Linked DNA regions of Mus musculus: regions 1 and 2 are each linked to region 3. Evidence: chromatin contacts called from public promoter capture Hi-C data. All regions are on one chromosome and are shown on one strand. Each heading gives the region's core, a stretch centred on a gene start, on an enhancer-like site or on the middle of the called end of the contact. The rest is flanking DNA. Distances are from core to core; before and after follow the strand shown.

Region 1 (3,655 bases), core at 124-2,623, 3.1 Mb after region 3:
CCAATTCTAGGTTCCCACATGCAGTTCTGGCCTCCAGGGGGCACTGCATGCACATGATGAACAGACATACATGAGGGGGAAACACGCATACACATTAAAAGCAAAACACGATAGGCACCCAGAAACACTTAGGACCAATGAAAGCACCCACCTTGGGCTCCTCAATTTGGAGCGTGATGACAAATTCGATGTTGGGTGGGAGCGCCTCCCTGGTGCCTTCCAGATACCTCTTTATGTTTGTTAGGGCGTTTACATCTTCGAGTTTTACTTCTCCTTGATTAGGAAACATAGAAAACAGCATTTCCATCTCCAGCAGCTGAAGCTGAAGGCTTTCTTTTACTGACCCTGACATGTCTCCAAATCAGCCGGCTTGGAAACCTGGAAAAGGCCCAGAAATAATGGGGTTGTAAATGACGACTGGTGTCCAGGAAATTTTCCCAAGGTCCCTTTTCTAAGAGGCAGTCCCGCTGTTTGTAGAGAGCTACGGGCACGCATCCATACACTTTAGATTTCTCTCCTAGCCCCCCCCCCCCAATCTAGTACGCACAACATCCTTTAAAATGCTCCCTCAAACCCCAGAATCCTTGTCTCTCCTTCCCACCCTTGCCGGCCATTCTGGAGTCTGCGCTTTCAACAGGTGCTCGGGTGACAGATTTCGTGGCCGGTGGTTGCAAACACCTGTATTCCTGGTCAGCCTCAATCCCGGGAAAACCAGGGACCGGCCCGGGAATCCCACTTGGATCTCAAGCCTGCGCAGCTAGGAAGGATGCCTGCAGTGCGGAGGGGAGGGCTCTAGGTCATCCCCGCCGCCAGCCCCCATCCGCAGGCCCCCTCGGAGGACAGCCTCCCCGGACCGCAGTGGGGTGCAGCATCTCGCGCAGGTGCATAGGGACGCCACCGCAGAGCCAGGGGCTGGGAGGAGGGGTCTCAGCCATTTCCACTTAATAAAGTGACGCCTAGGGCTAAGCGGGTGAAGACCCGCGGGGATGACGCTGACCTCGCCTGGCAGGGGCTGGGCTGGGAGGTGATCTCGGTGGTCGGAGGGACGTCAACGCTCCCGTTCTTTAGGGACCCGGGACCCTGAGGCCCAGGCTGAAAGGCGCAGCTGTCCACCCCGGGAGCTAACCTTCGGCCCGCCTTAGCCGCCTTAGCCTCACCCTTTCAGATCACTCAAGCCAAGCAGCCCCGAACCCGCTCCGAACCGCAGCCGCAGTTCCGCGGGCGCGAGCAGCGCGCGGACGGCTGGGGGGCGGGGCTTGGCGCATAGGGCGGGGCCACAGACACCAACCCGCCGCGATTGGTCGGGGCGGGGCTTGGTGGTGCAGGGGCGGGTTCAGCGGCCCTTCCGGGCTGTGATTGGTGTGGGCGGGGCGTCGGGCCGGAAGCAAAGCTGGGCCACGTCTGCGAGGTCTGAGAGAGTTGGTTTGGTGCGCACTGCGCGGCCGCGTCTCGCCTGTGGAGAGAACGTTCTTGCTCCAGATCTAGGTGAGCGGGCGTGGAGAATGCCGGGCCGCTGTGGGTGGGGGTTCATCGGCAGCTGAGGCTGGGGCATGACTGCCGGACCTACCTATCCAACGCTGCGCGCGGCCCAGGTGCCTGAGGTCCTCGCGCTGTAGTGCGCGGAGCCGCGAGTCAATCAGTAGCTCGGAGCAGGATGCATCCCCAAGGGTGGCAGTTTGAATGAAAGAAGCAAACACTGTTAGGGCTTTTAATAAACATTGCCATACCTAATCGAAATTAGTTCGAGAACTCCAAATGCATTAAAGGGTGGAAGCATGCCGTTGTTCTATGACTGTGATTTTCCTTTGAGAGTTCTGAATTTCGTAGGAGTGGTTGACGCCCCTATGAATAATAGGGATACATTACCAACGGGTCATTTTTTTTTTTTTTTACAAAATTATATTCGTCCTTGTGGACAAAAGTTTGATAACTAAAGTAGCTTGGGAATGATCTATTTTACTAACCGGAGAAAAGCAAACATTTCCCCACACTTCTGGTAGTGTTGTGTATAGAAGCAAGGAAGGACAATAAAGCGAGGAGGTGTGGCTGTTAGCGGAGGGACAGCACCCCCTCTCTGGGCAAACTAGGATAGAGCTGACCCAGGAAGTACAGTTTGTGGCTCTGCAAATACACCGCTGGCCGAAGTGGAAAACCCGAGTTGAATGAATTGGAGGTATCCCACACTCACTTGTTTTTAAATGACAGGTTGGAAGTAGCATGGTAGATGTTAGTTGTTTTTGATGTTACTTTAGAAGGCTGCCATGCCTGTCTTTATGGAGATTGGTGAGGCTTCTGTGAGATGGCCTAGCTGATGGGGGTGGGGGTGGGGTTGGGTCTCAGACCAGAGGAAATGACTGTCCATTGTTTTTCTTTTGGGACTGTTTCTTTCTAGCTTGAGAGGAACAGCAAAAGAGCCACACGGATTCCAGGTTTCTGACCTTCAGCCTCAGCCTTTCACTGGCCGCACACCAGACTTTATATGATTAACCGAGGCCCACACCGGGAGTTGACCCTTCTGTAACATAAAATGATGGTGTGATGGCATTACTTTAGGACAGTTCATCCTGAAGACAGAGTGGAATAGGAGTGGACAGTGGCTGGTGTCTCTCCCGAGTCTGTCCTGGAGGGTATGGTTTAGGCAGGGGCTTCTGGGTAATTTTAACTCCAGGGTCTCCTTTTCTCTTCCCTGCCTTCCCAAAAGTGGTTCTCTGGAGAGGGTCCCATTGAAACAAATGTGCTACATTGAGTTGGCAGTTTACCAAGCAGTACTTGAAAGCTTTCCCTTCTTTTATTTCTTACTCTTGTAGGCATGGATCTGGAGGCTGTGTGTAAGCGCTCGGCACTCCATGCCAAGCCCCAGGGGCTCATTCTTCAGTATGGGACTGCTGGATTTCGGACCAATGCCCAGCATCTCGATCATATCATGTTTCGAATGGGATTGCTAGCTGTCCTGCGGTCAAAGCAAACAAGATCTACCATTGGAGTCATGGTTACGGCCTCACATAACCCTGAGGTAACAAGGTGCTGTCTTTATTTACAAGACTAAGCTATAGTGTCTAAGAATCTTGAACTGAAGTCCACACACTTTTTTTTTTTTTGGATTTTCGAGACAGGGTTTCTCTGTATAGCCCTGGCTGTCCTGGAACTCACTCTGTAGACCAGGCTGGTCTCGAACTCAGAAATCTGCCTGCCTCTGCCTCCCAAGTGCTGGGATTAAAGGCGGGCGCACACATTCTTTCCCTCCCTCCCTCCCTCCCTCCCTCCCTCCCTCCCTCCCTCCCTCCCTCCCTTCCTCCCTTCCTCCCTCCTTCCTTCCCTTCTTTCTTCCCTCCTCCCCTCCCTTCCCTCTCACCCCTTCTATCTGTTTCTCTATGTAGCCATGGCTTTCCTAGAACTTGCTCTGCAGACCCAGGCTGGCCTCAAATTCACAAAGATCCTCCTGCCTCCACCTCCCAAGCGCTGGGATCAAAGGTGTGTGCCACCATCACTGGCTCAAAGTCCACATTTCAATGCTGGGAGTCTGCCTCCTTATTTGTCCACACCTTTGGGTTTGAAACAACTCTTGCTGCTGCTGTGCAGCTCAAGGCTGAGCTGGGTGTGGAGGGAATGAATGGGATGAGGCTATTTTCTTGGAGAGTGTCCAGATTAGAGAAAA
Region 2 (3,741 bases), core at 825-3,324, 3.2 Mb after region 3:
TGAAGTATTATTTAAGTACGATCATCTGGATCCACCAGCACTTTATGCGCGTCATTTCAGGCACAGTTTGTGTGAAACCGAGAGCCAGTTTAGCACTTTTTTTTGTATCTAGCCGTCTTTCAAACGCGTATTCGAAAGGGTTGTTGTCTTTACAAGTGTTTTTGCGTGTTCTAGTTTTAAACCATATATGAGGAGCACGCTAATCTGAGGACGCTGTGTATTTTGCTAGGTGTCAATATTAAGTATTGCCAAAATTTAAGTAATATTCTGTGTTAAAAGTATAAGAGAACAATTGTCCTTCAAATAAATGAGTTGCCACCAAATAGTAGTTACCTTTGCTTTTTTTCAAAAATTATTTACTTATATTTTATATGGGAGTGCCACAGGTATGTGTGTGCATGCATGGAGCCCAGAAAAAGAGGTCAGATGCTCTGAAGTTGCAAGCAATTATGAGTGCTATAAACCTAGCTTCCCAGTCCTGTGAAACAGCAACCAAGTGCTCTTAACCACAAAGCCAACCCTCCATCCCAAAGCTTTTACTTTTTAAAGCTATTATTCCCTCTTATGATCTCAAATTGTTGGAATGAAACAGGAATTTATATAGCAACATGATAAACTTTAAAACACCTCAAAGGTTGATATTAGAAAAGTTATCTGAAATCACATTTTCAGTATACTTAAGACCAGTTTTTGTTTTGAGACAGTCTTGCCACATAGCTCTAGACGGCCCTGTACTCACATAGCCCAAACTGACCTTGAACTTTCAGCAATCCTGCCTCAGTCTCCTAAATGCTGGGGTTGCAGATATACGCCATCCTCTTTGGATTAAACCTATTTAGAAATGCTTCCAGTTTGTTCAATGTCAGATAATTATAACTATGAAATTATGAAATGGAACATCAATAAACAGGATTTCAGTCCTGGCTAGTTTTATGTCAACTTGACACAAGATAGAGTCTTCTGAAAGGAGGGAACCTCAATTGAGAAAATGCTTCCATAAGACCTAACTGTAACTCGTTTTTTAAAATAGTGATTGACCTAGGAGGGCCTAGCCTATGTTGGGTGGTGCTATCCCTGCCTGGGTCGGTGATCCTCGGTTCTATGGGGAAGCAGGTTCAGTGAAACCATGGGAGCAAGCCAGTAAACTCACCCTCCCATAGCTTCTGCATCAGCTCCCCCTCTCGGTTTCTGCCCTGTTTGGGTTCCTGTCCTGACATCCCTCAATGATGAACAGTGGTATAGAAGTGTAAGCTGAACACATGCTTTCCTCCCCAAATGCCTTTGGTACTGTTGCTTCATCACAGCAAAAGCAACCTTAACTAAGACAATCCCCATTATACAAGCTATGTTTTAAATAACAGCTTTCCATTCTTAAAAGGTGTCCAACTGAAATCCTATGGCCTGATATATTTGTTTATACCACACTAGATCTTTTACTGCATCAAACTTTCGAAATGTATCTTGTAGGAGCAATTAAGTTATGACTTCTTTTATTTCTGCAGTATAGTGGGAATGTATATCAGAAATTACTCATTTCCTTTTAGCTTCTCAAAAGTTACATGAATGGTCAGTCAAGATACAAGTCCACCAGTCTTTTAGTGGTTACACTGGTTTTTGCAACTGTTTCAGTCTTGGAAGTACCATATCTAGCGCGAAATGTAATGGCCAATCAATTGTGGATATTTTTGGATACATCATACGGAAGCTAATAAACTGTTCTAGTTCAAATAAAGGAGACTCCGATAAAGTGGGCTTTGGGGCTCTGGACCTATGGGAAGTACCACCTGTACAGCTTCTGCTCCATTATCTACCTCATCCTACTCAACTATCCAGAGAAGAGCTTCCCCTGGCCCAAACTGAGCTTTCTGTTCATTTCAGGGAAAGAAATGCTCGTAGTCATAGTCAAGCCCATCCAACATCCTTCCAGTGGAGGTCAGCTCTGCTCTCTGGGTCGCACCTGTCCTACTAGAGCGGCCACTGGGGCAAGGTCGGCGCCTCGGCAGTGCGCTCTCTTCCCGGTAGGTGGCGCTCTAGCCGACAGACGGCCGCCGCCGGATCCCTTCGCGCTACCTTGGCCTGGGAGCCAGCCGCCTGCTACGGCCGCACGTGCTCCCACCCTGTCCGGGTTCTAGTAACTGTGGGCTCGGTCCCGCGTGGGTCCCTGAGTCGGCCATGGCGGTGGCTGCGGCGGAAACGCGCGTGTTCCTGGAAGTGCGGAGACGGCTGCAGAGTGCGCTGCTAATCCTGGGGTAAGGGAGGGAGCACCGGTGCGCGGGACCGCGTGCATGGGCCAGGCGCGCGGCCCGGAGCCTGGTGCGCGTGTGCGTGGCACAGGAGCGCGGATGCGCGGGACCGAGGGAGCGAGCGCGCCGGGCAGTAGGCGCGTGCGCGGGACAATGTGCGCGTGCGCGGGGCGAGATGGGTTGCCCTGGCGAGCATTTTAGCCGCTGAACCATCTCCCCAGCCTGTCTGCGAACTTTAAATTTCATATTTACTACACAAACAAGAAACTTTTAGGGGGTAAAATGCTCCTTTTTGCTAATGGTCAGCAATTTTAATGGTTTGTGATCTCTTCGTGGGTTTTGCCTAGTTCTTAGTGACAAATGTATCAAATAGATGTGAAAATGTACTACAGAGCAGCACAGTTGTATTTTTTTTTTTCCTTAGCTTCGCCTTTTTTCCTAAAATCTGACAAGTAGCTAAAGTGGCAGTTTTGCATGCGGCCTGAGGACTGAACTCAAATCCTACCTTTCTCACATGGGCAGAATTACCTGGATTTCTTCAGTTTTAAGATTGGGATTGAGTCTAGGCTCAGTACAATTCATTTGTGTAGCTTGTACAGATCTTGAATACTCCCCAGTATGGGGATGAAGGGTGGGGAGGAGTGAGATCAATATCCACAATTTCTGTCCACTGTGTTTGGTAATTAAGAATACACACATTACCAAATACAGCTGCCTAATCCCTCGTACCAAACAAACTCTGTGAGAAACCTACTTTGCTAGACTGCCTGTTTGTCTCTCTGATCTTTTGACTGTTGACTTCTAACACAGCTCAGTCCCTTATCCTACTAAGAGAACCATGGTCTGGTCCCATTCAACCAATCTACACAATATCCCTGTTTCTCGAACTGTGTTGACATGTGTATTAGTCAGGGTCCTCTAGAGTAACTGAATTGATTGAATGAATCTGTCTATAAATAGAAAGAGGATTTATTAGAACGACTTAACAGCTTGCAGTCCAGCCAGTCCAACAGTGGCTATGAATGAATGTTGAGTCCAAAAATCCAGTGTTTGCTCAGTCCGTGAGGCTGTGTGTCTCAGCTGGTCTTCAGTGCACTTCCTAATGACAGTGAGAGGGAGGGCAAGCAAGCAAAGAGCTTCTTTCTTCCATGTCCTCTTCCCACAGAAGTTGTGGCTTATATTTGAGGTGGCTCTTCCCAGCTCAAAAGATCCGGATAAAGGAATGTCTTCCTACCTCAAAGGTAGGAAGTGAGTCTTCCTACTTCCAATTAAGTAAAAAAATCCCTCACCATGTGCCCTCCATGTTGGGGTTTTAATTAATTCCCGACGTATGTCAAGCTGACATAGCCAACTGATGTTTTGAAATTGATGTTTCAATCTGCCTTTCCCAACATGTTTTTGTTGTTTTGTTTTGTAAGACAGGGCCTAATAATGTATTCATGGCTGGTGTGGTTTACTATGTAACCAGTCTGACCTTGAACTCATAGATCTGCCTGCT
Region 3 (3,551 bases), core at 699-3,198:
GGCAAATCCAGGGAAGACTGCCTGACGTTCAACTGTCCAAAACCATGGACTCACAAAACCATGGAGATTATAAATTGAGGCTGGCTCAAGCTGCTGACACACAGAAAAAGTGAACAATGACAAGAGCTACTGAATTAAACATCCCGGGCTCCTTATCAAATAGGAGCAAACTTATTTTTTTTAAAGACATGGCTACTAGTGAATATTAATTAATATAAACTATGTTGAGCTGGTTACTCAATTAATATAAATTATGTTGAGTTGAATAGTGAGATGACAGTGTGTCTGGTACATTGTTAGTGCCCGCACACTTTTAAAGCTTTCATTTCCTATTGGTTTTTAGCTTCCATGCTAAGTCCTGCTATTTATTTATTTTCCCTTGGGCATTCTCTGTTTGAGTCAGCTTCCTGGCAATGTCTATGCTGGCTTCCTCCTAATCACATTCCTTTGACTAGTGCCCCAAACGGAAAATAGCTCTCCTAAAACAATACAATAGGTACCACCTGATCACTGTCTGCTAAGGCAATAATTTATTTTTTTAAAACTCAGGCATTTTCTCTTGTCTTATATGTAGTTTGATGCTGATTCCAATTCTGCCTGCTCCAACTTAAAGAGCTGTGAAACCAGGCCTCTTCTTTTGAACCACTGCAGATTCCCCCTCCCTCCCCCACCCTCCCAACCCCCATCCCCACCACCTGGAACTTAAATGTAGCGCTTCATCTTTAACTTGTGGGAACTTCAGTTTTGTTTTGTTTTGTTTTGTTTTGTTTTTCTTCACTTGATTTTCCAGTTAGATGATTATAACTTTCACATCTTCAAATACTCTTCATTAAAAATGTTAAGAGTTGGAGGAGAGATGGCTCACTGGTTAAGAATACTTCTAGAGGACCCCAGTTTGGGTCCCAAAAGCCTTATCAAATGAGTGACAACTGCCTGCAATTCTAGCTCCAGGGGATCCAAAGCCTCTGGCCTCTTTGGAGACCTGCATTCATATATACATACTCATATACACACATGTGCATACACATAATTGAAAATAAGAAATATAAGTCAATGTTAAATAGGACAAGCAGGGAAGGAGCCCCAAGGCACACAGCTCAACACCTCTTTCACATCTAATCTAGCACAGAGATAGTACATTTTATTAATAATTATATTATGGGTGCTGCTTTCATGCACATTAGCTCCTTGATACAGGATCCAGTATGGCCAGTGGTAGTGTATGCCAATTTTATCTATGTGGTAGTATATATGAGTAGTGAAATTCTTTGTTAAAATTAAGATTCACCATATCTAATAATGTTCTACTGACAGTAAGTGTTTATGTATCAGCAAATATTATAACATGTAATGTCTCTTTGTTTATGGACTATGGTGAACATAAAATCATATATATCCTTCTTAGGGCAGTTGTCATGAATAAGACAATAAATCAACTTGTCTTTCAACACTTTTAGAAGTTAAAGGGGATGGCAGATTCTCTCTGAAAAAATTTTCAATGTGACCCGAATGCGAAAACATAATTGAAATCCTTTAGATGCTTTTATTTCCAGAAGGGAGTCTGTGTGCAAGAAAACCTGTTTTCCCCCAGTGTAGCCATGGGGTTTACTTTGTTGAACACTTCTTCACCTTAGGTAGGAGGGGGGAGTGGAGGATCCGTCGCCTCCCTTCCCTGCGGTTCCTTTCTAGTCCATCGAGTCCTCCTAACTACTGAATGTGTTCATTACGTCCGGGATTTCTCCGGAGACGTGGCAGACACTAAGTGACAGCAAGTCAGAAACAGACTAGAAGCCCAACGGTTTCCGAGTTGAAGGGACGCACTGAGAAGTACCCGAGTCCAAGAGCCGCATCAAATACAATAGCGCCTAAACTCAGTGATGCGCTTGCGCAGCGGGCGGAAAGGTTCCCCGCCCACCTCTCTGGTGTGCGGCTGCGCGCGGAGTGGCCGCCACCCGGAACCGCTGTGCTGAGCTCGCGCCACGTCTCTTCAGGGGGCCCCTCCCCTCTCCCTGCTGTCCCTGCTGTCGCTGCGCGGGAGCCTAGAGAGGACTAGGCCCGGAGCATCATGGTCCACGAGGCTCCGCACGCTTCATCCTTCCAGATGCTGCTACAGCTGCTGCTTCTGCTCCTGCTCCGGGCCGAGCCACTGCGGAGCGCTGAGCTCACCTTCGAGCTGCCGGACAACGCCAAGCAGTGCTTCCACGAAGAGGTGGAGCAGGGCGTGAAGTTCTCTCTGGATTACCAGGTGCGGCCCTAGCCGCGTCTCACTGGGGCTACTGGTGCGCCGCCATCCGGAGCGGCCAAGATTAGCCACCAAAGGCTGAGGGGGTCGGGGATAACAACCCCAGACCGGTTGACTTCTCCCTGAGAAGAAACGTTTGTATCTGCCAGAGCCCTCCCGAAGTGGGCCAGGGGCACTGGGGAGTTAGGCAGGCTACAGGTGAGCGCTCAGGATGGGGGGCCTGTTACCGCCCCCTGTCGCCCCCTGCAGAATTGACCAGAATGACCTCTCCCAGGTACCTCCAGGAACATCAGTATTAATTAGCTGGACACCCACTGGGTGGCAGTCTGACCCAACTGTCACTTTGGGCTGGGTGTCTTGCTGGTGCTGAAGTCAGCTGCATCCTTTACAGCTGGAGTTTGGGGTGACATAGTTGGAGTGATGAAGGGTTTTTTTTTTTTGAAAGGAGGGTTCAGTGCAGACTTCGAACCCTGCCAGTGTATACTTAAGGACAGTCACACACACTCCCTCCCCAGTGGTGTGGCTATGTGGCTTGCCTCTCTGCTTACCATATGGCTCAACAAAGTTAGGTCCTGCACTTTGGTCTCCATGGACAGATCTCATAGCTAACAGTTGCTTTGGTAAAGGCTCTATCCCCTAGGGTTAATGAGTAGGCATAGGGTCAGAGGGATGAATGACCACCATAAAGCAAGACCTCTAGAAATGAGGTGACACAGGCACCCCAGTTGTGTACAATGAGTAAGCCCTTCTATGGTAGACGCTCTGAAGGTTGCTTCTGCTGACAATTCCATGTATGGTGGAGTCACTGATGAGACTGCTCTCACATCTATGGACGACATACAGTGTGTGTGTGTGTGTGTGTGTGTGTGTGTGCCTGCCTCAGCACAGGCAGCCTAAGAATAAGAACAATATTCTTGGCTGGGCAGTGGTGGCGCAGGACTTTAATCCCAGCACTTGGGAGGCAGAGGCTGGTGGATCTCTGAGTTCGAGGTCAGCCTGGTTTACAGAGTTCCAGGACAGCCAGGACTATACAGGGAAACCCTGTCTCGAAGAAACAAAACAAAACAAAACAAAACAAACAAGAACAACAACAACAACCGCCCCCCCCACCCCAGCATTCTTGATGTGGCTAGTGAGGCTCCAGAAGCCGTTGAGGGTAGGCATGCCCCATCAGTGGGGGGAAATCTATAACCACCAAAGAGACAAGCCTCTGAGAATGTAAAGGGCTTTCTAGATTAGATTGCAGTGGGAAGAGCCACCCTAAGTGGGAGTACCATCATTCACCAGGCTGAATAAAAAGGAGGAAACC

Evidence for each region. Promoter capture Hi-C pulls out the DNA fragments that hold promoters and counts their contacts.
Region 1: a promoter capture Hi-C map of erythroid cells shows a contact between it and region 3, with 15 times the contacts expected there. The contact joins the promoter of Pgm3 here to the promoter of Tmed3 in region 3.
Region 2: a contact with region 3 is called in a promoter capture Hi-C map of pre-B cells. The contact joins the promoter of Ube2cbp here to the promoter of Tmed3 in region 3. A contact is called at or near these places in 1 of 39 promoter capture datasets (pre-B cells) and 1 of 484 Hi-C or Micro-C datasets (CD4 T cells).

What each region holds. Positions count from the first base shown.
Region 1 is chr9:86,569,560-86,573,214 of GRCm38.p6, reverse strand. Pgm3 (phosphoglucomutase 3) reads left to right here and starts at 1,373. Exons shown (of 13, transcript NM_028352.4): 1 at 1,373-1,485; 2 at 2,808-3,013. The coding sequence starts at 2,810. It overlaps Rwdd2a (RWD domain containing 2A), which reads right to left and starts at 1,227. Exons shown (of 3, transcript NM_001145969.1): 1 at 1,158-1,227; 2 at 152-378. The coding sequence starts at 352.
Region 2 is chr9:86,463,249-86,466,989 of GRCm38.p6, reverse strand. It overlaps Ube2cbp (ubiquitin-conjugating enzyme E2C binding protein), which reads left to right and starts at 2,074. Exons shown (of 10, transcript NM_027394.2): 1 at 2,074-2,249. The coding sequence starts at 2,173.
Region 3 is chr9:89,703,440-89,706,990 of GRCm38.p6, reverse strand. Tmed3 (transmembrane p24 trafficking protein 3) reads left to right here and starts at 1,948. Exons shown (of 3, transcript NM_025360.2): 1 at 1,948-2,245. The coding sequence starts at 2,066.